Regions from separate parts of the Rattus norvegicus genome. Here region 2 is linked to region 1. Evidence: chromatin contacts called from public Hi-C data. All regions are on one chromosome and are shown on one strand. Each heading gives the region's core, a stretch centred on a gene start, on an enhancer-like site or on the middle of the called end of the contact. The rest is flanking DNA. Distances are from core to core; before and after follow the strand shown. Region 1 holds the start of Dusp16 (dual specificity phosphatase 16). Region 2 holds the start of Cdkn1b (cyclin-dependent kinase inhibitor 1B).

Region 1 (6,313 bases), core at 1,678-4,177:
CCACATCTCTGCCATCTTCCCTGTAAAACAGTCCTTTCATACCTATAACCCAGTGCTCAGAAAGCTGAGGCAGGAGGTCTGCTATGAGTCTGAAACCATAGCAGATACTGGGCTATACAGTGAGTTCCAGGCTAGCCTGGGCTTTAAAGGGGGAACCTGTCTTTAAAAAAATAGTCTTTTTACTGAGTTTTTTAAAATCACAAACTAAACCTTAATTATTCTCTAAGGAGGTTAGAACTGTTCCTAAGATGCCTTCTCTTTAAAAACAAGCAAGCAAGCAAGCAAGCAAGCAAGCAAGCAAGCAAACAAAACCACAGCTGGGCATGGTGGTGCACCCCTTTAATCCTCATTCTTGGGAGGCAGAGTCAAGTAGATGTCTGTGAGTTTCAGGCCAGCCTGATCCAAATATTGAATTCCAGGACATCTATAACTACATAGTGAGACCTTGTCTCAACCTCCTCCGTCCCAAACTGCTCTTTTATCTCTCATCTTTTCCTCTCTAGATTCAAGATGATGATGATGATGGTGATGATGGTGGTGATGATGATGGTGGTGGTGATGATTATGGTGATGATTATGGTGATGATGATTAAAGACTCGGTGCCAAAATGTTGCCATGGCTGGCTTGGAACCCCATGTGTAGACTAGGCTGGACTTGAACTCACAGAGATCTGTTGGCCTTTTCTACCTGAATGCCGAGATGAAAGGCCTGCACCACCATGCCAACTTTATTTTTATTTTTTTACTCTCATTTTGTGGTCTAGTCTGCCTCCACCTTCTGACCTCTAAACTCTTTTAACCCTACTGTATGCCATTCAATCACTGATGCAGTCTTTACTCAGCTTTGGTCAATGTCTTACCTCCCTAGTTAGACCATATCCAGAGAAGATGCCCATAGAATGTCTCTCATAGACCCACACACAGGGAAGACAATACAATTTAATTGTCTAAATAAGGGAAGAGGCAATTACAGCAGAGCTGATGGAGTTGTTATCGAGAGTCATGCTCTGCACCTCTACTGCAAGGACTCTCTACTCTTTCCGTCAACAGATCCCAACACCTTTCCCTGTGAAGTTTTAGACTACTCCCCTCCCAACTTCCAAAAGCAGGCTCCTAGGTGGTTGTCAGCTCAGTGACGCTGCAGTACCACGTCCTGCCACGAGAGGACAGGGAGCCGCCGGACACTCCCCCTCCTAATTTGCAAGAGATCAAAGGCACCCCCCCCCCCCCAATCTAAACTGGGTCTGCATCTGCACGTACAGCCTGACGTCTTCTGCTGTTCTCACCTCCAAAAGGGCTCATTTTTTTACTCTGAAAGGTGATCTGAAAGTACCCGGAGGCATATTCCATAATGGTTACCTTAAATGATTAGTGATCGCCAGCCTTAACGATGCACCATGGTGGCAGGGTTTAAGGTAGGAGAGTACTAACAGAAATATCATGTTTCTAACCCACTCCAAACGTGCTCATCAGTTCTTCTGCCACCTTTAAAAAAGGCACCTAGGCAGTGTCCACATCTATTTCCTTCAACATACTGCCTTCAAGGGCCAGAATCCTTACTTCAGTACCCTGCAAATGACAGTGTTTTGGGGTAAATTCTTCCTACACAGGAATCTGGCTCTTGGGCCAGTCCACCAGGAGAGTGCTTTTCTGTCATTAATCTCATCTTTCTTATGTGATATCCACGTGAAGCCTTTTTAGTAGAAGCAGCTTCAAGCTCAGATGCTCAAAGGGCGCTGGGATAAAGCTTCGATTGTCCTATTCAGTGGCTGAGAATGGTTGTCGCCACCTCAGGTCTCTCGTTTTTTCCAAAGTATGTAGTGTCTCAAAAACAAAGCTACTTTGAAAAGAGGAGAGAGAAAAGAAAAAGAAAACAAGTACAAAACCCCCAAATCCATGAGAAACTTGGAGTTAAATCAAGTAGGTCTCGCATCTCTTGAGAGGAAGTGAACTCTGGTTTAACTTAAGATGATGCTGCACTTCTGATAAGAAAATACTTATTTTATGTGTAAGGGTGTTTTTGCCTACATGTTTGTATGTTCACGCCACAGGTGTGCTCGGTGCCCATGGAGGTCAGCAGAGGGCATCAGATCCCCTGGATCTGGAGTTACAGATGGTTGTAAGCTGCCCTGTGGATGCTGGGAATCGAACAGTCAGTGCTCTTGACTGCCCAAAACCCCCTTAAAGTTTTATTACATTTTTATTTATTTGTGTGTATAGCGGGGTGGGGCCGGCATGTGGACTGAGGACAATTTTCAAAGACGGTTCTCTCCACCGCATGGACACTTTACATGCTGAGCCATTCCGAGGGCACGCAGAAAAGATTTTTTAAAATAATCCTTGGCTATGTTTGCCATAAATCGAGGCATTCGGATAGGGTGCAAGGTCGAAGACACGGGTGAATGTCTGACAACTCGGGTGCAATTTTCCTTAAAGTACCTGTAACTTCCCTCTCAAGAGAAAAGCCCCGGATTTGGGATTCCGGAACCTTCTTACAGAGTGACCGCAGCAGTCTCTAGTCACCGTGTTTTTGTATAGTGCGGGCGGGCGGCAGACTCTGACTCCAGGGCCGCGAACTCGGAGCGACCAGGCGCGCGGGCGGGCGAGCGGGCGGAGCAAGCAGCAGCACGGCGGCGGCCTGCCTGCGCGCGGCGCCGGGTTCTTCCTCCCCGTGGCGCCCGAGGATCCGAGCCCACCTCCCGGAGCCTCCGGAGCCTCCGGCTCGCGAGGACGAGCACCGAGGGGCGGGCGACGCGCGGCCCCGTCCGGCGCCCCCGCCCCCCGCCCTGCCCTCGCCTGTCTCCTCCTTTCCCCCCACGGGCTTCGCTGAGTTCATTCACTGGGATTGGTTTCAAGTGACGCCATCTCTTTATTTTTAAACCGATGACCTCATCGGCGCTTGAAGTTTCCTGACCAGCGACTCTTTCTCTCTCCCCAACCCCCACCCTACCCCCCCTGGTCCCCTCCTGCGGGCATCACCGTTTGGGGGGGCTCTCATCCCACTTCCAGCCATTTACCCTCCCCCTCTCCACTTTTCCCGCGCGGACCCCCCCAACTTTACCTCAACTTCTTCATCCCTGTCGACATTTTTTTCCCCCTTTCGGGGGGCGGTGGAAGAGAAAGTGAAGAAAAGTTGCAAACGCCCGGGCTCTCGCTAAGCTCTCCGCCCACCCCTCAGAGGAGAAGCCCCGGCGGCGAGGAGGACGCGCTAGCGACGGCTGGGCGACGCGGTGACAAGGCTCGCTCCCCACACAGCGAGCCTGGAGCCGGCCGCCCCTCAAGTAAGTGTTCGCGGCGGGCCGCGGGCCGGCTGGGAGGCGCGTCCGCACCTCGTGCGGGCCGCCGCGCGCTCTCCCCGGGGGCCGGCGGGCCGCGGCCGGCCGGAGTGGCGTCGGCGTCGGTGACGGGGGTGTGTGTAGGCCGCGCTGGGGGGTCGGCCCGAGTCGCGGGGGCGCCCGGGCCTCGCCGCGCCGAGCGGAGCGGAGGCGAGCGGGCGAGCGAGCTCCGGGCCGCGGGTCGCGGGCACCTGGGCGGGCGAAGCTGCTCACTTCCAGACTGTTACACAACACGCCTGCCAAGTGGGGCCCCGGCCTGACTGTTTCCATTATCCCAAATTCACCTTGTGTGCTGGCAGCGAGGCCACCTGGGGAGCGACGGTGCCGCTTCCTTAAAACTCATGCCCCCAACCCCGAAAAAGAAAACCCACCCCCACACTTCAACTTCCATTCCGGGGCTCCCGTCACGGTGTTGGGGGAAAGCGGTCCGTCGGTGACTTTATTTACAGTAGCCGTAAAATGTGAGACATTAAAACGGGGGAAGCAACGGACGGTCTGTGAGTATCGTGTAGTTTCACGTGAGAAAAAAAAAAAAAACCCTGAGGAGGACGTGTATGCAAACTCTTTGAAGAGCGGGCGACGGTTGTTTTCCTACAGAAAGCTGGTAATAAACTTGGGGGAAGTACAAGGAGATCTTAAAATGAATGGCCGCTGCAAAACTGGAAAGAACTTTCCTTAAACGTCTGTTTCCAAGATCCTCGGTGTTCGGAAGCCCCGTGGGTCTCAGACTGTTTGGAGAACGCACACCTCTAATCAGCCCATGCTTAGAGAGGAAAAACCTGTTGCATAATCTCATTTGCTGTGGGGTTGGCTGAGCCGTCCCCTGGAACCAAGGGGGAAGTGAGTTAAGATGAGGGTTTTAAAACCTCTGAGGTTTTTATTTACACAGTGCGCTGGGTGCCACTTTGCCTTTAAAGATTGTAAGTAGATACCCTGCTCTTACAAGTGAATCAAACCTATGGAACCTGCTGGGGAAATGACCAGGTATGTGTCCTTCTCTCTCCTCTCTCTCTCTCTCTCTCTCTCTCTCTCTCTCTCTCTCTCTCTCTCTCTCTCTCTCTCTCTCTCTCAGACTGGGGAGGGGGGCTCTTGGCCACTCTATGGAGCTGATACAGTCGACAACTACTTCCTCAAGAGTCGTATGCTTTTTCATCTCCCATAAAGAAAAGACTTTTAAAGGTAAAAGGGGAACAAAGAGCTTCACCATTGAGATAATTTCCTTTTAACTACTCCAGAATCATATTATTGATGAGCACACTTCGGGGGACGGCTGTGGTTCAGATTTATAAAATTCTGTATTTGGTGAAGATCAGCAGCTTGGAGAAGTATATTGAAAACTGAAGTATTTGTGGCTTTGTGTATTTTAGTCAAAATGTGACTAGGCACTGCAAAAGGGTTTTTTGGTCTTTATTTTAAGAATAAAGCTGTGGGATTTACTGGTGTTTAACGACCTTGTGGGGTGTTGATATTAATTTTTTCTTGACATTTACCATCTTATGGGACAAATTCAGGACTTCAGCTTGAATTATTAGTTTTTAGTTCAATATTTGTGTTTGTCAGAGTTCCTAATGGAGAGAAAATTAGGAATAAGTTTATTTTAAATTTTAGTAAGTAGTGAATAAGTTGATTAAAATTATAAAACGTTGATAAAGATATTTACTTCTTTTTTTTTTTTTTTTTTTTTTTTTTTCTCCCTGGTATCTCAGCATACCAGAATACTTATCCTAAAATTGTGCTGGTTTTACTTTAGTGTTTCAGATGGTAAATTTTAATGGACAGGGTTGGGAACAGGAAAGTGCACAATACCCACTCCCTCCCCAGCTCTCACTTTGTTCAGTTCCCAAGTTCTTGTCATTTAGTTCAGCTCCATGACTGTAATTGAGTACCTACAAAATTAAAATATTAATATGAAATTGGGAGTTCCTGGTTTTTTGATCAAAGGTTTAATTATAGTAATTGAGAAAGGGGACAAAGAGGAAGATCCTGGTACCAATTCCCCTTCCTCCTTTTTCTTAGATGTTGAAAACTTATTTGTAGAGTGGAACAGAGGGGGCAGAGGTCAGCTAGTTTAAGAGTAGGTCTGGCCTAGGGTTAGGTGAGGTCCTAAGCCCATGTCGCCTCCCACATAGAGAGAGTAGGTCTGAGAAGCTTGAAGGGAAGTTTGACTGGAGTTAGAGAGGAGCAGGAACAACGTAGGGGTTTTAAAATATCCCTTTTTTCCCTCTAACTGCCTGGATTAGGAAATTGAATTTCATAGGATTTTCATTATTTGGCCTTAATATATTAAACAAGCAAGTTTATATAACTGCCCATTGTTAAGTCTTTTCTATTTTCAACCAATCATAAAGTCCTGTTAAATATAACTTGATGTAATTTACCAGTGTAGTTTATCCAGTCTCATGTTCCTGGTGTTTCCAACAAAGACAGTTTTTTGTTGCATCTTATCTGGACTAATAATTTCATTGGACACCAATGTTTTTTAAGAGCCTTGAGTTCTCAAACAGAAGATACCATAACTTGAAGGAGTAGATTAATATAGGGAAATCTCACTTGGCTTAAAACTCCCCCAAAAGATAACCAAGCATAACAAAACAAGTTTTTCAACATTTTTCAGCAGATTAAACATGTTAAAAAGACTTCATAGGAAACAATACATTTGATGCTTGATTGTCTTTAATAACTGTGTCAGATTTTAAAATTGAGACTGATACTCACATCATAAAGAAAAAATGTTACTAATGTTGGTTTAAGCAAAATCATAAAGTAAATCTTAAAAGCCAGATGTCATTTTCCCCTGATTTTCTTGTGTTGTGGGTAATCTGTTATTTTTATACATTTCTTTCATTTAGATAGATAAAGGGTTGGCTTTATGAAGGAAGGGTGTTGAAAGCTGGCTGAAGTAAAAAAAATCAGGGTTATACTTTAAGAAGAGGTCATTCTCTTACACTGACTGAGATAGGCGGTTAGAAATTTAAGCA
Region 2 (5,489 bases), core at 1,881-4,380, 130 kb before region 1:
TACTCATATGCAACATATTTGCCTGAGTGCTTTTGACTAGAGCCTTATGGTTTCTTGGCCAATAAATGCCCTTTTTTCTAACAGGCCAGGTAAAAATCCAGGAGGCTCATCTGAAAAGCTAGGCCCCAAGCCACACAGACCAACACAGGTGTGATGGCTATTTAGAAAGAACTTCCATCCAATTTGCCTACTTTATAGAGGGTGTTATACGGAAGGTGGTTCTAATGGCCATTTTCCATCAGCTCTGAACAAAAAAAAAAAAAAATGCTATGTCTGTAGAAGGTATATCATGACGTTATGACTTCTAAACACAACCAATTGGAACCCTATGCCATCTCTATATCCCTTCGCTTATTTTTAAATTTCAATAAATGAGGACCTGGAAAGTTCATAATAAACTGTTAAAATCTATTTATATGCTGGGTTACGAGTGGGCTTTAGAAATAGAGACTGCTGCCTTTGTTCATAACAAGCTTATAAATTATTATATATCGTCGGCTCATATGAATAGTCAATCTATGTAAATTTAGGGGCTGGGTTACTCTAATTAGGCAAGTGGGGTGATGAGATTTTGACACATGGAAAAATCCACACTTGTGCTGGACCTTCTCAGTTGGTCCTAACATCTACCATCCATTTCCCCTATAAACATCCAAACCATCCTGTTCCAGCACAATTAGCATACGGCGCTGACGTGTTAGAGGACTGCTTCCTCTGGCTGCTCATTTAACTTCTGCTTTGTAACCTCAGGGTTAAAATCAGAAATTCTGTGGGAGCGTTAGTACTTCTGAACTTTCCATTCTAATTTTTTTTTTTTAAAGTCCCTTTCTTACTCTCCAAAATTTACCAGCATACAAGGAAAGGCACAACTTTAAAAAAAAAAAAAATTAAAAAAAAAGTACAGGGAGGTGGTGGCAAAATGCCTCTGATCCCAGCATTCAGGAGGCAGAGGCAGAGGCAGCCAGATTTCTGTGAGTTCAAAGCCAGCCTGGTCTACAGAGCAATCTCCAGGGCTGTTTGTTAACACAGAGAAACCCTATTTCGAAAAAAAAAAAAAAAAAAAAAACAAACCCAAAAACCAAAACAAAAGCAGAAGAACACAAGACACTCCTAACCAAACCTGCACTACGTGTACCTGGTTTTTCTTTTAAGAATATAAACGTAATTATATATTTGCCATTTTTCTATGGTTCAAACGGCTCAAAATAGGTTATTGGCTGAAAACGAACCTCTGGGAAATGGGTTCTCATGAAGTGAGAATGGGAAGGAAAATTGTCATTTCCAGCTTAAGTTTTAATGGGATTCAGAAGGATATAACTTTCCCTATCCTTTGGGGCCTTGGTGGCAAGTTCTTGGGACACTCATTCTGGTTCCATTTTAAGGTAAACATCTTGGGATACAAATACTGCATACAGTCCCCTCAAGTGATTCCAGCCTTCCTCAGTGTTAATTTTTTGACCTAGGAAAGTAATTCCTCCTGGCAGGCAAGTAATCTGCCAGCAGTTCTGGGGTCTGCAGCCCCCCCCCCCCGGGGGAGCGCAGCCCAGCTAGGGTGTCAGTTTTGTGCTCTTCCTCATTAACCCACCGGAGCTGTTTACGTCTGGCGTCGAAGGCCGGGCTTCTTGGGCGTCTGCTCCACAGTGCCAGCATTCGGGGAACCGTCTGAAACATTTTCTTCTGTTCTGTTGGCCCTTTTGTTTTGCGAAGAAGAATCTAAGAGGGGGGCAAGGGGAAATTTTTAAAAGAACACACACAAACCATCTTTATTATCGAGAACAATGGCTGACAGAAGTTGGCCCAAGAGTCAGGGGATGATCAACCCACTACCTCCACCCACGACCCCAGGACCCGTCATCCCCGGTAGCCTCTAAGGACACAAAATGAGGTTGTTTCCACTAACACAAGGAGTATTCTACGCCCCACGTCTCTTTTTCTCCCCCTAGCCAAGAAGGAGGCAGTTGGTAAACATCCTAACTTTTGTCACATATCTACAGCTGGCTAGAGGGGAGGAACTGTGACGCGTTAGGCTGGGGAAGTTATCACATCTTACTATCTCCGGCTTCTGACTTCAAAATCATAAACAGGCCAGGCAGTCAGCTGGGGGTATTTCAAACCTAAGCATCAAACAGGCTCGATCTCCCAGAACTAAAGCAGAACACGCAGGAAAAAGCAAGCGAACAGGGTCTAGCAAAGAGGAGCTACGGAGACAGACAGACATTTTAAGTTTTCCAAAGAATCATCACCTTCTGCCGCAGGTCGCTTCCTCATCCCTGGACACTGCTCCGCTAACCCAGCCGGACTGTCTGACGAGTCAGGCATTTGGTCCACCAAATGCCGGTCCTCAGAGTTTGCCTGAGACCCAATTGAAGGCACCGCCTGGCGGCTCCCGCTGACATCCAAGCTCTCCTGCGCCGGCACCTTGCAGGCGCTCTTGGGGGGGCGCGGGGGTCTGTAGTAGAACTCGGGCAAGCTGCCCCTCTCCACCTCCTGCCACTCGTATCTGCCCTCCAGGGGCTTATGATTCTGAAAGTCGAAATTCCACTTGCGCTGGCTCGCTTCTTCCATATCTCGGCAGTGCTTCTCCAAGTCCCGGGTTAGTTCTTCATGATTGACCGGGCCGAAGAGGTTTCTGCAGGCGGAAGGCTTGGGGTGCTCGGTTTGTCTGGCGTCCATCCGCTCCAGGCTCGGGCTCCCGTTAGACACTCTCACGTTTGACATCTTCCTCCCCGGGCGGGTGTGGACCACCGCCTCGCCTCTCTCCGAAAAAAAAAAAAATGAAATGAAATAAACAACAAAACCAAACAAAAGCGAAACGCCCCTGCCGCAGCGCAAACCCCACTTCGAAGTTCTGCGACTGCACACAGAGACGGCCAAGTGGAGTAGAGCCAGGCGAGCGACCGTCCGAGCCGCAAGAGCGCGCAGGTCTTGGGGAGAGAGGCGCAGGGACGCCCCGGCCGCGCAGCTCGAAGCTTCAGTGATCAAGTGTACTGGAGGGCGGGGAAGGGAGGGGAGGAGGCAGGAGGAGGTGGCAAACAGTCGGAGTGTAGGCTGGGGCGAGCCCGTGGGTCCCGCGAACGCAGCCCCTCTCCAAACCTTGCCGCCGCGCAAGTCTCGGAGCCGCGAGTGAGTCGGGACAAGGGATGAGGGGGGAAAAACACCCCGAAAGCACGAGCCCCCCTCCTTTTTTAGTTGCCCAATATGGCGGTGGAAGGGAGGCTGACGAAGAAGAAGATGATTGACAATGCAAGTCTATTTAAACAGAGGAGGAGCTCCATTGGTCTGGGCGCCGGGAGCGGCTCCGCCCAGGCTGGCGAGCGCGCTCTTAAGGTGGCCCCGGGCGCGGCGCCGCCGCCTCTCCGCGCTCCCGAGCGCGCCGCCTCCCCGTACCGCCGCCAGGACATTGGCTGGTCGCGTGACTACTCGGAGGTGTACGACTGCCAACAAACCTGCTCTGGCTGGCCCCGGAGAAATTAAAAATAAGACAAACAAACTAGCCAAACGGCCGGAGAGCTGGGGAGGGGCCAGCGCGGCGGCCAGGCGGAGACCCGGGAATCTAGGTCCGGGCGCTGTAGAGCTGCGCTGGCAGGCGCGCCACCGCTCCGGACTGCGACCTCCAGGTCTTTGCCCGCGAAACCCAGGGCCTGGGCCAGTGAGCTCCGAGGTCGCTGGCTGCTTGTTTGGAGCCTCAGTGGCTAGTTCAACCCACCTGCATTCGCCGAGGTGGGAATGAGGGAGGGTAGGCGAAAGATCCAGGAAACCTTGGCTCGGTGCCTGGGATCCCCCCCCACCCCCACTCCCCGCAGGGTGACTTAGCTAGGTTGCGGGAATCGGCCGCTTAGCCTGACCCCAGAAGTCTCTGCTAAGTAGGACAAGCCGGAGACGGCTTCAAAAAGGAACCAGGACTGACGACTCTTATCAGGGTGTTTCTGAATCCAAGCACTCCCATCTCGAGATTCAAAACCCTCAGTGCTCTCTCAAGCCTCTTCATCTGCTTTATAGCCATCAGACACTAAGTTTTGAAAAAGCCAGCTCTGATTTTTCTTGGTTCCCAAGCACAGTGGGAACCAAGTGCTTTCCAAGTGGGAAAGCCATTGCTATAGGCTGCGTGTGGGAACTCGCCTCTATAGTTTCTATACTCTGCAGTTCTTCTCCCCCAGAGCTGAAGCCGTTTCCTCCACCTGAGTCCAGACGCCAACTACAACAGCTCCTTCCTTCCTCCCCTTTTCTCTCCCACCAGCCTGTTGCTTCCAACCTACTCAGAACAATATTCAAATACAAGCAAATACTTTTAGAGAGCTGCAGGCTCTTGAAGGGCGAAAATGCTTTCCTAAGGGTCCAAGACTAGATTTGCAAGTGATTTATAATACTACCACCCAGGGATTACCAACACCTACTAATATTGTTTGGGTATTTTCTTTAGCTCCTTGGGCAACTTCACGTTTCTCTGTCAATGCTGAGCACAGTGGTAGAAAGTTAAAACAGTGATAGAAGTTAAAATAGGTGGGCCTGTCGTGACTCAGAGTTCAGTGAGATTTTTAAGAGCTTTACCCACTAGGATTCCCAAACAATCTTGGTTTGTGCTAAACACAATGCATCTTATTGGAAATAAAATTCCTGTTTTAGTGTCCCATAGAAGCATAGTTTTCTTATGCTATGGTGTAGTGAAACTGAATATTGACTTGTTTTCTTAGCCACATCTTGTCTGTCAGGATGTGCGTGTGTGTGTGTGTGTGCGTACACACACACCTTGCCTCCTAGAGTCAAAATGTAACAGCCCAGAAAGCCCTTAGATGAGTTTAGCCTCTTTTTTAGCAATGAGGACATTGATCCTCTGGTTTCCTGTCTGGGGACCTCCATCCAGTTAGTGGCAGAGTCAGGATTAGATGCAAGTCTCCTCATTCCCAGGCTGGTTCATTTTTCTGCCCCTCTCCCTCCTGGTGGTCTCGGCGTTCCCAGTTTTGTCTGGATTTGCATGGATTTCGATCTGTAGGCCCTTCTCTCTAACAAGGATCCAAAATGGCTCTTTCCAGGCCTGGGCTGCCCACAGATGTTCCCTCGATGTCACTGTCATCTAGTGCAGCTGTCACAGGCCTTTGGTATTGCCACCTAGGTGTGCAGATGAAATACAGACCCAAAAGGATGGATGGTACCCAGAGAGCAGTGAAGAAGGCAGCATCTGGGGTGGACTTCAAAGCCAGGCCTTCTGCACTGTTCAGTTGGGACGAACATGGGAAGTGGCCTCTTCTCTGGTGGTTTGTTTGAGGTGGTTTCGAACTGTGTTGTTCAGGCTGGCCTTGAACTTCTGGGTTCTTCCTCGATTCCCAAGTGGCTAGGATGCTGAGCTTGGCGCCATCTTGCCTCAGCAAGGCAAGAGGATCATGTAAGGTCGTTCTTGACTGCATAACTGAGTTGGTGGTCAGATTGTGTGTGTTACGGGAGACTCTGTCCCCAAAACAAAACACAGTAACTGGGACTATGTATGGGTCCAC

The links. A called contact is a pair of places that touch in the nucleus more often than the background predicts.
Region 2: a Hi-C map of liver shows a contact between it and region 1, with 5 times the contacts expected there. The contact joins the promoter of Cdkn1b here to the promoter of Dusp16 in region 1. A contact is called at or near these places in 2 of 12 Hi-C or Micro-C datasets (liver and mammary epithelial cells).

Annotation. Positions count from the first base shown.
Region 1 is chr4:169,358,122-169,364,434 of GRCr8, reverse strand. It overlaps Dusp16 (dual specificity phosphatase 16), which reads left to right and starts at 2,927. Exons shown (of 7, transcript NM_001106624.3): 1 at 2,927-3,281.
Region 2 is chr4:169,489,145-169,494,633 of GRCr8, reverse strand. Cdkn1b (cyclin-dependent kinase inhibitor 1B) reads right to left here and starts at 3,130. Exons shown (of 4, transcript NM_031762.3): 1 at 3,094-3,130; 2 at 2,244-2,757; 3 at 1,586-1,713. The coding sequence starts at 2,718. The coding sequence ends at 1,595.